Linked DNA regions of Oryzias latipes: region 2 is linked to region 1. Evidence: chromatin contacts called from public Hi-C data. All regions are on one chromosome and are shown on one strand. Each heading gives the region's core, a stretch centred on a gene start, on an enhancer-like site or on the middle of the called end of the contact. The rest is flanking DNA. Distances are from core to core; before and after follow the strand shown. Region 1 has its middle 25 kb from the start of tp63. Region 2 holds the start of zbtb11 (zinc finger and BTB domain-containing protein 11).

Region 1 (3,419 bases), core at 896-3,395:
CTAAAACAAGAGGCAGGGTGACTGACATGGCAACACAGATTTGCTCTCATATTCTGTCTGAAAAGCAAAGCGCGGCCGCGCACGCAGTCATCCTCGAGCCTTTGGAGGGGAATTCTTTTCAGCGTTGTGATTTTTCTCGGCTTCATGTTCGGGCTGGAGCTCCAGCACTTTCACTTGACATCACCATGCCATTGCTTTCTGGTTTATTTAAGTGAAACAGCTTTTGTAAACTATTATTAGTCGTTATTAATGTGTATTTTCTGGAGAGAGCCTGTCAAAAGTGTCATCAGTTTTCCGTCATTACTTTCTGTAAACAAGCCTTTTTAAAAATGATGGATAAACATACAGCTGGCATTTATTCACGCCTAGGAAAAACATTTGCAGCTTTAAAAAGTCCTTTGCGTAACTGAAGGAGAGTCAATTCATCACATCTGCTTAAGATATTGAGTTCAAAACCGATACATGATATCTAATCTTTCAACAGGGACATTTTTATCTGTCTATTTGCATTCATTTATTTACTGTGGTGGATTCATTTTTGTGGGTTTGTTAGCTTTTGCGTTTCTTAAAAAAAAACAAAAATAAAAAAAGCTTTTAACTGGAGCAGGTGGTTAGCTGGTAAAACTTCAAAAAATGCTTGACTTGACATCATTTTGTCCCATCTTATTCCCTGAGTTCTAGTACTTTATAGGAAACCAAATTCATTCAATTTCTGGATGTTTCATTTCAAAGCGGGAGTGGATGATATCGCAGGCCCAAGGCTGTGTCACACAGTCACTAGGTACATTTTGCCCATTTTCCACGTGTGTAATTCCAGTCTTTCGTGATACTTGCGTGATATACAGAATTCTTAAGTGTTTCTTGCGTTTGTCATTCGTCCATGCGTGCACATCAGGGAGTCGGTCTCTACTTGAATTTGGTTTTGAGCTGCTCAAAAATTTTGGGTGGTTTAGAATTACAGAGTTTGTGCGTATGCAGTTATCATATAAATCTTACGCAATTATGTGTGATTTTTGCAAATGCAGATTTGTGGCTTTTCGTGACCGTTCCACGTATGTCTAAAAGGCTTTTTGCGCATCTACCACCGATGTACAACCTTTCCACTGCGGCAGTAAAATATTGTTTTAAGCATCAGATTGCAGACAGCTTGGATGTGCATGTGAATGCGCACATATCACGTTAAAATTACGTAAGTGACGCTCGAATCCCTAACAAATTGCATAATAACAGCACAATAGTCATGCACGGTTCATGTTCTACATTGAATTACGTGTTCTTTGATTTATTCCTACGTCTTCAGTAGTTTTAAGGTGGTTCATTCGCAATGCATGTCTGAAAACTTTACATAATGACCTCAATGCGTCTGCATTCTGCATGTAAAAGAGCTGCTCCCTTTGTAACAGGACATGGATGGATGGGTTGGGTCCAAATTCCCTCACTATTTAGGGCATTATAAAGGTCGCATTTCTTAGGTATTCACTCCAGGACATCGGTGACGTCATATTTTGCGTTTAAGAAAAAGTAGTTAGGCTGATGTCCGAATTGCTGTTAGTAGTCCCGCACTATATAGCTTTAGTAGTTAGGGAGTTGATAGGAAATTTGGACAACGATTTGGTGTCACTGCATCACAAAGAGAAGAAACCCGTAAAAAGCCCCCGGGATCGTTGGAGTTTTCCGTGCACAGTTTTACTTGAGGAAGGGGAATTTTTTCAGCAGGTGTTCCAAAGCTACATTTGGACCAAAACTGGCATTTTTAAGTCAGGCATTTAAAAACAAGATAATAAGTGGATGGAAAATTCTTTTTTTTCGTTCTCCTGCCGGAGCTGTAACGATTATTCACTTCCATTTTATAGCAATTTGGCTTTTGATGCCCTCATTCCACATCATTGTGTTGTAGTGGCATCTGATAATCATCTTGTCATGATTTTGTATATTATTCTATTATTTTAGTTAGAAATAGAATCTCTGTCTTCCTGGACAAAATTGATGAGCAGGAGAGTCAGATAAAGCTCGTAAGTTTCCTAAATGTCCTTCTCTGCTTTTGTTTTCCACAGCAAGAATCCGGGTGTGTTCAGGGCTGCAGCATTCTGCATAGCTGGGAGGGTTGGTGGATTTGACAGCTCTCCAAGTGTCCCCTGGCCCTGAGTTCAGCAAACACACTCCAGACACAACAGTGACAGCTGGGGGAGGGATAAATAAAAACACTGTCTCTAGCTCCATTACAAGACAGCAATCCAGACAACAACCCAGTAGCCTCACCAGCTAACAGCACAGCGCATGCAAACACATGCGTACGTTTCCTCACACATTCACTGCTTCACACTTACTGCTTTCACCGCTGCAAGGGCAACAGATGGAAAAGCGACAGAGGTGAGAAGAGGGGGAAAGCAACACCAAACACGAGAGATGCTGCTGGACTTGGCCCGTTAGCAACCGGCATTCCTTTGACAGGTGTAACATGTTTACCAAACAAACAGGCAACACAAATGTCAAAAAAAGGAAAATGTTGACTTGAGGTTGCATGAGCTGTGAAAAAAAGCCCTGTATCCAGGCTGGCATATCTCTGAGGGCTTTGAAGGCATTTCAGAGAGATGAGAAGACTGCGTGCCACACCAGGACTGCAAGAGTGTCTCGCAGAATGTGTCTTATGTTACTTGCCCCAAGCATCCCAGGCATCTCTGGATGTTTGCCGAGGCCATCCGGGGTCACAGGGACTGATCGGCAGTTTCCAAGCCTCTTACTTTGCTGATCAGATTCCACTTGGGGGCAGAAGGAAACCCTTCTCACATCGCAATGGGGCGAAATAACCACTTGGACCTGTCGGGCCAGACATGAAGACTTCCGCAGTGAGTGACAATGGCCTTGACCTCCAACAAAAGCAATTACAGCCAACCATCTCTGTAACAGGAGCGGTTTTCCAATGATTTTCTTAAGTTTTTAACATGCTCTTGTGGGATTTTTCTGATGATGGAGGACATATAGAAACAAATTTAGGCTTAAAACTGCGCTTCTGACTATTTATTTATTTAAATTGTTGAGAATCAGGACCAGATACGTAGGAAAAAGCTTGTAAGTGTGACGTCAGTGCTACAATTGGAAAACCTCAACCTCCCTGGTCCGCTCCCTTCTGATGCATCCCCTTGTAGACGACTAGTTCCATACACGTTTTTGTTTGTACGCCTGGATTGCTCCAATATTGCTCGCCATTTTTGTTGCACCCGTTATGTTAGCTTGGAGATGTGAGTCACTGTAAGCTATTGGGAGAGCGTGTATGTTGGGAAATGGGAATGGGCACAGTAACAGCTCCGCCCACAACTCAGAGGTGAATTTCTAATGAACTACTGTCGCTCTGGAAAAAATCTGTCCTAAAAAATGACACAGGTTTTTCTTATTTTGGCTAGAAAAGGGTTAGTCATACT
Region 2 (3,566 bases), core at 420-2,919, 60 kb before region 1:
GGTCCTTCTTGTTTGCCTCCATGCAGCTGCTGAACCAGGCAGTGCAGCAGGTCAGGACGCTCTCACTGCTCTCACAAATGAAGTTGTGCTTTCTTCCCCTGGTGGCTGATATGTGATGTCCAGGTGAGGTCAGCAGAGATGTTCACAAGAAGAAACTTAAAGCCCTCAGCACATCCTCTCCTTGTATAAAGAGGGCAGGCTGCTGTGTGCACCTGGATTTACTAAAGTCCATAATTAGCTTCCTTGGTTAGCTGATTTGTTTCAATTTTTTGTAAAGAAGAAATGTTTGAACATTTGCTGTAAGTTTATTGGAAGTAGGCTGTATCTGGCTTTATACATGATGAGAGCCGTTTTAAGTTTCACTAGATCCCATAGTTTCAATAAACACGACTTTAAAAATAGAGTATTTGTAACTGTCCCATAATCCACAATTCGAACAGCTTTTTTTGGTAAGACATATAAACACTATAGGTTTGATTTATAAGTATTTCCCCAAACTTCTACGCTGTACTGTAAATATGGTAGTATTATGGATTAATCTGAACGACCCTGGGAGTATTTCAGGCAGGCAACTCGAGCAGTGCGTTTACCTGGTTACTCCTCCCTGCGGGCGGTTCAGTCTAATCAACTCACCTGTTCAGCGTCCTACTTAAGTTCCAAGTGCGGTCCAATCCTCTTGTTCCTTTTCCGCGAGCTCTGCGTTCGTCAGCCCACCCTCCTCCCCGGCTTCCACCTGTGAGCTCTGTTAGGGGTAGTTTAATACCCAAAGTTTTATATGGAGATCTTTGCTTTATGTATTTGAAAGGAGCCTTGTGCCAAACTAAAAGAAATATGGAAAAATTATTCTTTACTGCATGAGTTGTCTGACTGAAATATTAGTAAACGTGCTTTGTGAGTAAAAGTATGGTGGGTTTTTCCCAAGACTGCTTTGCTTTTAGCAAATTTAGTTCTGACCTGCTTAATTTGTGGTTTCCAGCTTATTCTTTCGTCCATAATTACTCCAAAGAACTTGATTTCAGTCACTCTTTCCAGTACATGATTGTCAATGTCCATGATTCATGTCCAGATTCTGGCAAGATTTTCATTATTGGCTTAGTCAAAAAATAAACCTCACACAATTCACAGAAAAATATATTTTGCTTTATAACAGTAAGTTGTCAAAAGAGACATCAAAATTAGAAACTTCCTTCTGATTTGGGGAAAATATCATTTTCATGAAAAAAAGTGGAAAAAAGATCGGCCGAATTTCCTGTGTTTTAAAAATGAAGTCAGACTGTATTTATAACCTCATTGAAATGTATTCAGAACTCAAGTTCTTTCATTGACGACATTTGTAAATCTACTTCAGAGTGGTTACTGATTTAAGATCCAGATTGTTGATTGCCTTAAAATCTAATTTATGCTGAAAGATTTCTATATTTTAAAATGTATACGTTTTTTTGTGAAGAGCTGTGCCTTGCATCATTGTGTCTGCGAGAGTTTAGTAATGACGATATTTCAATTTGAATAAATAAATACATAAATACAAACAAATACCTTTGACTATGTCGCCATCTTGTGGCGGAAGCCCTTCTTGTTTACTTCCGTCTTTGTCTACGCAATATCCGGTTGTGCAGCAGCCATTTTGTCTGTTCGGGCAAGTCTTCCGTTACGGCAACGAACAGCAGTTCCACCTTAAAAAACAATTTGAAATGTGAATTTATTGTGTATATCTCTGCTTAATCTGCTTTTGAGCGCTAAATAAAAAATCTACTATTTAAGAAGCATCACAGAGCTCCACTCTTTGGCACAAACTCGCACGTCGGCGCGGAAAACGCGAGTAAGCAGAGACAAACATGTCGTGTGAAGAAAGCTACTTGGCTATCAGACGCTATCTGACGGATGAACGGGAGCCGTATGCACCGGGGACGCCAGGCAACACCAAGAGGAAAATCCGAAAAGCTGCTGCCTGCTACGTTGTCCGGAACGGGACTTTGTTTTACCAGCGACGACTAAAGGGTCAGAATGATTTCACGGAGCTGGAGGTTGTACTGCAGGACAGCCGGAGGAAGGAACTTATCAAAGATGCGCACACTATGGCAGAAGGGGAGCATTTCAACCAGCAACTCACATGGGAAATTATCTCCCAGAAATATTGGTGGAGAGGTAATATGCTTAATTACCTTGGAAGAACCTGGGGAATTTTTTTTTGGTAGATCTGTTTATTCGGTGGAGACGTAAAAAATCGACAGCAAGTGAAATATGACAGCTACGCAACCCGGTGACGCTCTACGCACCACGACTCTTTGTCGCCATCTGGTGTTTTTTTGATATACTTAACGTTTCATTTAATCTTTTGTTTATCCTAGACTTACCTATTTTTTTAAAATCTTTTTTTTATGTAACATACCACACTATATTTCTACAATCATGTCACAGTTTTTCTAGTGGATCTAGAAAAACGTTTTAACAGAAGTAACCAGGATGTTTTTGAGCATATATTAAAATAATTTAGATCTGAGAAACCAATTTAGCCCCCAGACCATAACACTGCCACCACAGAACAGTACTTCTGTCATAAGTCTTATGAGAAGATTCAATTAAATTCTGGAAGATAAGATATCTGTCTTGCAAGCATATAATTCACACAGCTAGTCAATAACTGCTTCATAGGTTTAACCTTTTTGGTATAAGTTTGCTACACAGAATGGCAAAGCTGACCTTTTACCCGTGTTTCTGACATTTGAGGAATTCTGAAAAACGTCAAGGACCACATCAGGGAGTGTGCTCACTGTCAGAGCAAGCGGAGCATGGACGACGGGTCTGGATCTCGGTCATTCTCCAGGACGGGGAAGCGCCGGCACGACGAGGAGCCGGAAGAAGAGGAGGAGGAGGACGATGGCTTCTTCGTTAAGGATGTATCTTCGCAGCAGAAATCCAGGGCGCCTAAAGAAAAGGGCAGGCATGAAGTGGTCTTTGTAAGTGTCATGATTCTATTTTGCTTCAAGCCAAACTCTTTCTGAAGCAGAGATGCAGCACAGCAGGGAAAACACAAGCTTGACTGAAAAGGTGAGACGGGTTTATGTCTGTTCCAGGTGGACAGCAGAGGGGAGGTGAATCAGTTTCTGCCCAAACACAGCCAGACGATGCTGGACAAACTCAACAGGCAGCGCCTGGAAAATCAGTTCTGTGACATCACGCTGCTGATCGAAGGAGACGAGTACAGAGCGCACAAAGCGGTTCTGGCTGCATGCAGTGAATACTTCAACGAGCTCTTCTTCGAGAAGGGTGCTGTGACCACACACGAAGCTGTGGTGGACCTGAGCGGTGAGCGGCGTTCCCGCCTTTGCCGGGTGTTTTCTCTCTTCTCTGATTGGTCCCCTCTCTGCAGGTTTCGCTAAAGCCAGCTTCCTCCCGCTGCTGGACTTCGCCTACACCTCCAAGCTGACATTTAACTTCTGCATCATGGCGGACATCGCCAACCTTGCCCGCCACCTGCTGATGACAGAGGTGTTGCAGATATGCGAGTCTGTGCACAAACAGGTGGAGGACCACAAGCTGACGGTGTATCAGAAAGGGGAGGTGCA

Evidence for each region. Hi-C and Micro-C count contacts between places; a contact is called where the count stands out from the background.
Region 2: a contact with region 1 is called in a Hi-C map of gastrula embryo, with 1.8 times the contacts expected there. The contact joins the promoter of zbtb11 here to the enhancer-like site in region 1. A contact is called at or near these places in 5 of 5 Hi-C or Micro-C datasets (embryo, fibroblasts and gastrula embryo).

The regions. Positions count from the first base shown.
Region 1 is chr4:27,407,892-27,411,310 of ASM223467v1, reverse strand. No RefSeq gene overlaps it. Among protein-coding and RNA genes, the nearest start is that of tp63, 25 kb to the left of the region's middle. Within about 2 kb of position 2,145, at least 2 of the 8 cell types and tissues checked have an H3K27ac peak or open chromatin away from gene starts, as enhancers often do. A contact at or near this core is called in gastrula embryo, where this site is marked.
Region 2 is chr4:27,466,827-27,470,392 of ASM223467v1, reverse strand. zbtb11 (zinc finger and BTB domain-containing protein 11) reads left to right here and starts at 1,669. Exons shown (of 10, transcript XM_011474429.3): 1 at 1,669-2,145; 2 at 2,728-2,957; 3 at 3,075-3,306; 4 at 3,371-3,566. The coding sequence starts at 1,836.